2 separate regions of the Danio rerio genome follow, and region 1 is linked to region 2. The links are chromatin contacts, called in public HiChIP or PLAC-seq maps. All regions are on one chromosome and are shown on one strand. Each heading gives the region's core, a stretch centred on a gene start, on an enhancer-like site or on the middle of the called end of the contact. The rest is flanking DNA. Distances are from core to core; before and after follow the strand shown.

Evidence for each region. HiChIP or PLAC-seq counts read pairs in DNA pulled down with a chosen protein or histone mark.
Region 1: an H3K4me3 HiChIP or PLAC-seq map of embryo shows a contact between it and region 2, with 4 times the contacts expected there. The contact joins the promoter of adarb1b here to the promoter of retsatl in region 2. A contact is called at or near these places in 1 of 18 Hi-C or Micro-C datasets (caudal fin) and 1 of 4 datasets of contacts at active chromatin or transcription factors (embryo).

The regions. Positions count from the first base shown.
Region 1 is chr9:47,027,151-47,031,855 of GRCz12tu, forward strand. It overlaps adarb1b (adenosine deaminase RNA specific B1b), which reads left to right and starts at 1,327. Exons shown (of 12, transcript XM_682018.11): 1 at 1,327-1,477.
Region 2 is chr9:46,792,420-46,796,710 of GRCz12tu, forward strand. retsatl (retinol saturase (all-trans-retinol 13,14-reductase) like) reads left to right here and starts at 2,302. Exons shown (of 11, transcript NM_001040004.2): 1 at 2,302-2,584; 2 at 3,303-3,485; 3 at 3,569-3,810; 4 at 3,889-4,084; 5 at 4,192-4,291. The coding sequence starts at 2,425.

The sequences.
Region 1 (4,705 bases), core at 77-2,576, 230 kb after region 2:
GGGGGGTGATGTTATTTGACTTGATATATTTCATTATACAGGTCCGTAGCCAGCTTAGTGAAAGGGATTGGTTCTTTTTTCTCAATAAGTGGGCTTTTTTTGTTGTTGCAGTTTTACACCTCATTTTCTATTTAATTATGAGATTTAAATATATATTTTAAGCACTATTTTTAGCTGGATTAGCTTGTCGGATGGTCATCATAACAGCTCTTTTTGTTGTACCAAAACATATTTCCTAGATTTAGAATAAAAAAATATAAAAATAATCTTATTTTTAAAATACAAATGTATTAAATCCTATATCACTAGAAAAAAAGAATCTGTTTTAAATTAAAAACAAGCCAATTGTCATTTATTAGGCAAATTATAAATAAACTGGCCAGCACATTCAACTGTCCCCAGTCAGAATTGGTCCATTTTATTAAAAATAATAAATAATAATGATTAAAAAAATTATAATAACAATAAGGTAGAGCTTCACAATTTTTATAGTCTCTCTTGTAAAAAAAATACAATTGAAAATTCATGGGTAAAAACAATTGTATTTAAATGAATTTTACTTAGAAGGGTTTTCGATGGATTATTTTTTAGTTTTTATGAAGGCATAGCAGTCGAAAAAGGACAAAGGAGCTCTTAGATGAAACAAATTCTGGACAATTTTAAGTGAGGGGTGGGTCTTTTGAACCAATCGAACCCCCCTGGCTACGGGCCTGTTATATAGTTTTTTTCAGCCTGTATGTTTTGTCAACAATTAATAAAAAAATAAAAAAATTTAAATAAATAAATAATTATATATATATATATATATATATATATATATATATATATATATATATATATATATATATATATATATATATATATATATATATATATATATATACATCCTACAATACAGGATGAACATAATTTAAGGTTAGAAAGTTTAATTTTAAAACCCAAAGTCAAGTCAAATCCTGTCTGTCATTAAGAATCAAATGCATTTAGTCAGACAGTGAGGAAACTCAGCATAAAACTAGCATAAATATTTCATTAGACTGCAACCCTGCAATAGCTGCAGCCAAGCCAACTGATCATCATCACTCTGTCGTTTACAGATATAATTAATTAAACACAACAAATTAGCATTTTTTTATCTTACAAATGTAATCATCCGTTGTGTTTACAGCCAATCTGTTTCGCTTTAACGTGTTCGGCCAATCAGATCCGTCGCTGGCGGTCAGCCTCCTTCCCTGACTGACAGAAAGTGGGCGGTGATTACGCGCGCACAGCCAATTGCAGCGTGTTTCGGCAACCACGTTGCGCGCTACCGACGGGCGACCCCGCGAGAGTATTCTAGGCCGCTCGTGTGATCAAACAGATCCACTCCATTCCCGGGAACATCATCGAGATTAGAGGTGGGCTCTCAACTTTATTCCAATGGCGGACGGGAGTCCTTTGAATCTGTATTGAGGTGCCGATCGCCGCGTGCACACGCGTGAGTACTGACGGATCTCTCTACTCGTGATATTTTTAGACGCGGGATATTTTGCGCGTGTTCCCGCTGTGTTTATGTAACGTAAACGGGCTTTTTTCTTCTCTCACATCCTTGACGTAAGTTGTTCGTGGTGTTATTTGACAGGGATAGAAGCGGGGATGCTTTACAGTAGATGTTAACCCACCCACGCTGTTTTGAAGGTGCACATTATGGTGTTTTTCTGTGTGTGAAACTGTAATAATGAACGCAGTGCATCGCTGCAGATGGGAAGCAGGGCACGCGAGCATGTCATAATGCAGTTCCACAGTCCACAATGGAAGCGCGCGCGGTGGGCTGATAGATGGAGAAAACAACCAGGCTGTAAGGAGGAAGCATATCGAGTCGTTTGCACTGAGGATTTGTTTATGATCTTAAACAAGGAGAATAACTCGATGTTTTCAGTCAAGTGCTTTTTATAACGCAACTTCCCAATGATAAAAGTGTTCAATTGAAGAGCCGTGGCAGAATTCACCCGTGCTCGTCTACATCTTGTCGGCTTCATTAAGACGCACGACTCCGCACCTTCCGCGGATCGTTTGCTTCATACTGATAATAATCCTGTCATCATCTGCACACCATCATGCTTTCACTTTTTTTTGGTTGTGAACACAAAAAGAGTTACAGAAACGCTGCTCTCTGTCGTTTAGTGCAATATGACAGCTGTCAGACGTCAAACATGTTGTATGTAATACATGCATCTTATGTGTATTATTTAGGGCTGCACGATATTGGATAAATCTTGCATTGCGATATTTATTTTTTTCTGAAATATATATGTACTTTGTTATACTTGGATATAATTTTTGATCACTTTATTTTAAGGTTCAGTTCATTTTAATGGCTCTTAGTATCCTATATTTTTCCTTATTAATAGTTATTAAGGTAGTTTAAGTATTGGGTTGGATTAGGCATGTAGAATACCATCATACAGAACATGTGCTTTATAAGTAGCCAATATCTCAATAATATGCATGCTAATAAGCAACTAGTTAATAGTGAGAATTGGTCCCTAAAGTGCTATCAAATGTATTATTCTGATTGACTGGGATGATTCTGTAGGGGAGTGAATCATGCTGAACATGGAATAAACAAACTACAAGCATGGATAAATGCAAAGAATCAAAGATCAGAGTGAAGTTAACAGTGCATGCATTATGGTTTTGTAAATGTAAAAATCGCACTGCAAAGTCAACTCAAGATTGCATATTTTTGCGATGTAACTTGCGGTATCGCGGTACATTTCGATATCGATGCTGAAACGATATATTGTGCAGCCCTAATATTAGTATATATATTTTAGTTTAGTAGCATTTTTAGCTATACACAATCGTCGAGTCTACTTAAAAGTGCTCTGTTGATTAAACAAAATGACATTTATTATTGTATTTGTTATTACATTATTATTACATTGTATTATGTATTTGTTTTTTTACCATGATATTTATTATTTTGTTTTAGCAATGTTGTAAAACTGAAATGTTTTTTTTTTTTGAGTTTTTCTTTACATCATGTTCAGCAAATTTTCAGCAAATTATACTTGGATATAACTTTTGGTCACACTTTATTTTAAGGTTGTTCATTTTAATGACTCTTAGCATCCTAATTCGCTCCTTATTAATAGTTATTGAGGTAGTTTAGGTATTGTGTATGTAGAACAAGATCCTACAGAACATGTGCTTTATAAGTAGCCAATATCTCAATAATATGCATGCTAATAAGCATCTAGTTAATAGTGAGAATTGGTCCCTAAAGTGTTACCGAATGTATTTTGATTGACTGGGATGATTCTGTAAGGGAGCGAATAATGCAGAACATGTAATAAACAAACTACAAGCAAGGATAAATACTACAAAGCAAAGATAAAAGTGAAATAAACAGTGCATGCATTATGGTTTTGTATATGTAAATGTAAAAATTACACTATTGCGGATGCACACATTGTGATATCGATGCTGAAACAATATATTGTCCATAACTAATATTAGTATATATTTTTAGTTTAGAAGCATTTTTTTTTAGTTTAACTTTTTATTTACAATTCTCAATCAGAGAGGCATTACAAGTGAGGAAAAGAAAAACCACAACACATTACTTTCACAGTGTAAATAAAATACTGAGTGGTAATTAGTTTAGAAGCATTTTTAGCTATACAAAATGCTCGAGTCTACCTAAAAGTGCTCCGTTTATAAAACAAAAAGACATTTATTATTTGTATTGCTTATTTTTATTGTCAATTTTTATAAATTATAAATGATGCACACTAATGCATTATATAATTAACATACATAGTATGTATAATATTAAACTAATCTACAGTTGTTTTTTTTACCATGATATTTAATATTGTGTTTCAGCAATGCTGTAATACTGAAATGTTTTGTTTGAGTTTTTCTTTACATCGTACTCAGCAAATTTTCAGCAAATTATACTTGGATCATTTTTTTAAGATTGTTCATTTTAATGGCTTTTAGCGTTCTAATTTGCTCCTTATTAATAGTTATTGAGGTAGTTTAGGTATTGGGTTGGATTAGGGATGTAGAGTAAGATCATACAGAACATGTGCTTTATAAGCAGCCAATATCTCAATAATATGCATGCTAATAAGCATCTAGTTAATAGTGAGAATTGGTCCCTAAAGTGATACCGAATGTATTTTTGATTAACTGGGATGATTCTGTAAAGGAGTGAATCATGCAGAACATGTAATAAACAAACTACAAGCATGTATAAATGCAACAAAGCAAAGATAAAAGGGAAGTAAACAGTGCATGCATGATGGTTTTGTATATGTAAATGTAAAAATAACACTGCAAAGGCAACTTAACATTTCTTTGCAATGTGACTATTGTGGATGCACACATTGATGCTTAAATGATATATTGTGCAGCCCTAATATATATATATGTGTGTGTGTGTGTGTGTGTGTGTGTGTGTGTGTGTGTGTGTGTGTGTATATATATATATATATATATATATATATATATATTCTTAGTTCAATGGCATTTTTAGCTATGCACAATCTTCGAGTCCCCTTAAACTTGCTCTGTTTATTAAACAAAATGTTGTTTGTTATTTGTATTGCTTATTTTTATTGTTGTCAATTTATATAAACAATAAATTATACACACTAATGCATTATATAGTACATAAAATATTAAACTAATTTACAATGTTTTTTTTGTACCACAA
Region 2 (4,291 bases), core at 1,052-3,551:
CATAAACATTATCCACAGATTCCATACACTGATCATTCTGAAGAAATCCAATTAATAATACAGAAACCAGTTGCTTACATTTTGGGTTATATGTTGTTTTTGATGCCTGCATTGTTTTTGTGCACAATTATTGAGAGGGGTCTGCCTGCAGACCTGGTGCAGTGCAATCCAATGCTTTTTAATGGGCTCACCTAACCCCACCTCTAACCCTACCTGTCAAAGTTGTCACTAGCTCCATTTGAGTGCATTATGTCTGACATTGCATCGCTGAGTGATGCAGTCTCAGCTTGCACCATAAAGGCTGCATCCAGTTACTATTGCAATTATTAAATTATTGGGGTGTAACACCATTTGTTTGCAGTTTTCTCTCCCATGAGATCAGCAAGTAAATTGTATTGTCTGCATTCACATGTGCACATATGCATGATGAAATGCACAAAATAAGTATATTATCTAACTCAGTCATTCTTTCTACATACAGAGGAATTGTTTATCCAATGTTTTTCATAAATTTTATGATACTTATTTTTCAAACTAAGCTTTTTGTTCTCTAACAATACAGTGGTGCTGGACTGTTTATCATTTTACAACCAATCAAGTCTTAAAATGTACTGAAGGCTTGTGTACTGTTCAGATTTACTATCTTTTTGTTATGTTGGGGATGAAAACATCCACTGAAATAAACTACTTTCAAAATGCATCAGATAAAATAATAAAAAAATGTTTTTTTTTGGCATAAATCTTTTAATCAACCTCAGTCCTGATCAAAGCTACTAAATTGCAGAGAAAATTACAGGATTTTAACTCTTTAATCGACAAGTTTATAATTGATGTCACTAATTTAGTGGGGGAAAAAACACACACAAAATGACATATTTTCAATATAAAAATTAATTGTGGACTAGATTTTCCCCCCCTTTTATCACAGTCTTGGACATGTGCACGATTAGAAACAACATTGGCTTTGATGCATTGTTAGATTTTCATTTTTTCTCCCTAATTTACTGCTGGTGGCTGTTTTTGCCTCATTGACTTCCATTATAATCAAATTTAATGGTGCATAAATACACAGTCTTTGTTTTTGTTTACTCCATGCAGTTCTGAGAGCTGAGATGCATAGATTTTCTCAGACACATCACAAGGTAAGTGCCTAAAGGTCACTCTCACTCACACACCCAAAGACACACACTTTAATTTGCTGTTATACTCCATATACAGTAAAATCCAGAAATTGCATTTTTTGCAAAGGCATGTCTAAAGGGTAAATGGTGCCAACTGATGATCAACAGCACAAATGACACATTTTACCTCTTTTCAACAGGGAAAACCACTAACAATCAAAAATGCATGATTATATAGTGTGTCATAGCTTTGCAATCAAAAAATGTGATTTTAATGAAAGTCGACGGAGCAAAAACAGCCACCCACAGTTGATTAAGAAGAAAAAACATTAAAAAACAAGCAAAAACAATGCATCAAGGACAATGCTGTTTACATGTCTAAGACTTTGATAAAAGGTAAAAAAAATCCTGTCCACAATTACTTTTTATATTAAAAGTACTTAATTTTGTGCATTTTTTTTTTTACCAAATCAGTGACATCATTTATGAATTTGACAGTTAAAGAGTTAAAATCCTGTATTTTTCTAAGCAATTTAGTCGTTTTGATCAGGACTGAGGTTGATTAACAGATTTATGCAAAATATTAAAATTAAAAATATTTATCTGATGGATTTTTACAACAGTTTAATTCAATGGATGTTTTTTTCCCGAACATAACAAAAGGGTAGTAAATTTGCCCAGAGTGTATAGTTTCACAAAATACATGTCAAATAAGATTTGTCACCAAAAACATTCTGCTTGTAGAAACAGAGAAAGTTATGGCTAAATTAAGACTCAAAATCACGCAAGAGTGTATGAAAACATCCCCAACAGTACATAAGGGTTAAAGTAAATCTAACACTTTGATTTATCACATATGCAACTTAAATGTTTACATGCATTATAGTTTATTGTTGACCATCTGCAACTCCTTCCTTCAATACACTAAATCAATACAAACAGCTAATTAACCCATATTATAAGTATATATGTATATAAACACAAAAAAATGCCTACATTCTTGTACTGGCTTCCATTTTGTGCATCACAGCTGTTATTCATTATAAGCAACTAATGCAAAGCAATCGGTCTGCACACCTGATTTAATTAAGTAACACAAATAGCAGACAAACAAGTTGATTCTCTCCACCCACGGTTTAGACTAATAAATAAGGCCTTGACGCGTTCACCAAATAAAAAGCTGTTGGTTGCAGTCTCTGGAAAGAGCTGCTACTTAAGCTTTTAACACTACTTTTAAAGAGTGAATCTTCTAGCAGTCACTCCTCAAATTCAAAGTTACAGTCTTTTCTGCCAGTGATTGAAGATGTGGTGGATTTTGCTGTTCTTAGAATGGTTTGTAGACTGGGCTCGTGGCACATTCTGGTATCTGTTTGGCAGGAGAAGTGGCCTGTGCAAGGGTACCATCAGTCCTCAAGGCCCGCTAGTAGTCGACCAGGAGAAAAAAGACAAAGTGCTTCAGAAAGGTATGTGAGCTCTCTAGATTAGTGATATAATAGAGGCACCTAGTGTTCCACTATGTAAATGCAGCAAATATAAGGAAAAAAAACATAGGTACTTCAGTATAAAGCATAATATAAGTACATGTGCCTTGCTAAATATCATGGTGCCTGTAAATGGTTTTTAAGTACACTTTTGGAGTCTGTTTCATTGCTGAACAGATCAATGAAACACTTGACTAATGGTATAACTCTAAAATTTTCTCTGGTAATTGTTTAAACCAGGGGTGCCCAGACTCTCTCCTGGAGGGCCGGTGTCCTGCAAAGTGTAGTTCCAATCCAATAAGACCCACCTGGGCTGGTTAATCAAGCTCTTACCAGACTTTCTAGAAACATCTGTATGGGTGTGATTTTTAAGGCCAGTTGGAGCTAATATCTGCAGGACACTGAGGACTGAGTTTGGGCACACTTGGTCTAAACTAGTAAAATGTATCAGATGTGGTAAAACCAATTAAAAGAGCAGTCTCAGAGCCTGCCTTGTGTGTTTTTTTTTTTTTTTTTTTTTTTTTTTTTTTTTTTTTTTTTTTTTTTTTTTGTGGATTTTAAACCTAAATCCCCACCGTGGAAACCTTGAAATTAAGATTTGTAAGTTTCTTTTGAACCTTTTAAGTGGTTCTCTGAGAGCAGTCATTGCATTGCTAGAGATATTGAAGTTAATGTAATTTGGTTTTGTCTTCCCCTATAGAATATGCTTCAAATGAAGTACCCGATAACTTGGATGTCATTGTGATTGGTAGTGGCATTGGTGGCCTGACTGCAGCTGCAGTTTTAGCGAGGCTCGGAAAGAAAGTCCTAGTGCTGGAGCAAGACAAGCAGGCAGGAGGCCTTTGTAAGACTTTCACTGAGAAGGGCTTTGAGTTTGACTGTGGTAAGACCTTACAGCTGCATGGATGGGAATGCTGAATGTCTTGCCGCACATGACTAAGATTGCTTTGTTTTTATTTTTTGAAGGCTTCTATTATGTTGGTCAACTTCATGAGAACAGCTTCCTGAAGATTGCTTTGGATTTGATTACTGATGGCCAAGTGCACTTTGCTGAGCAAGGTTCACATGTGGAAACTGTTGTTATTGGTAAAGGGCCTGAGTGTAAAGAATACACTATCTATAATGGTAAAAAGCAGATGGAGGCTCATCTGAAGAAACAGTTCCCCAATGATGCTAAAGCAGTAGAGGAATTCTTTAAAATAATGAAGGTATTTGGTTTTATTTATTCCTTTTAAATCTTAACGTTCCCTTTGCTTTATCATCTAAACTATTGTTTACCCTAATAGATTTGTTCTGAGAAGGTCCGTCTGCTTTGTATGCTGAAGATGGTCCCACTCTGGTTTGCTCGCTTCATATTGAGGACTGGAATTGCTGACTTTATTTCCCCAATTTTAAAATATTCCCGCACCAGTACATCAGAGGTGGTCAAGTCTCTTACCAGCAACCAGGATCTCCTCACAGTGTTCTCAAAAACATTTTGTGGTAAAATAACCATTCCAAACTCTGGATTCATCCAGTGTCGAGGCTTCTGACTAAACTTTTTTTTTTTTTTTTTTTTTTTTTTTTTTTTTTTTTTTCTCTCCCCCTAGGTGTCCCACCCAAAAACTCCAGCTGCATGATTGATGCCCTCCTCCTACACCACTCAAAGCGTGGTGTGTACTATCCTCAGGGTGGTGCTAGTGAAATCCC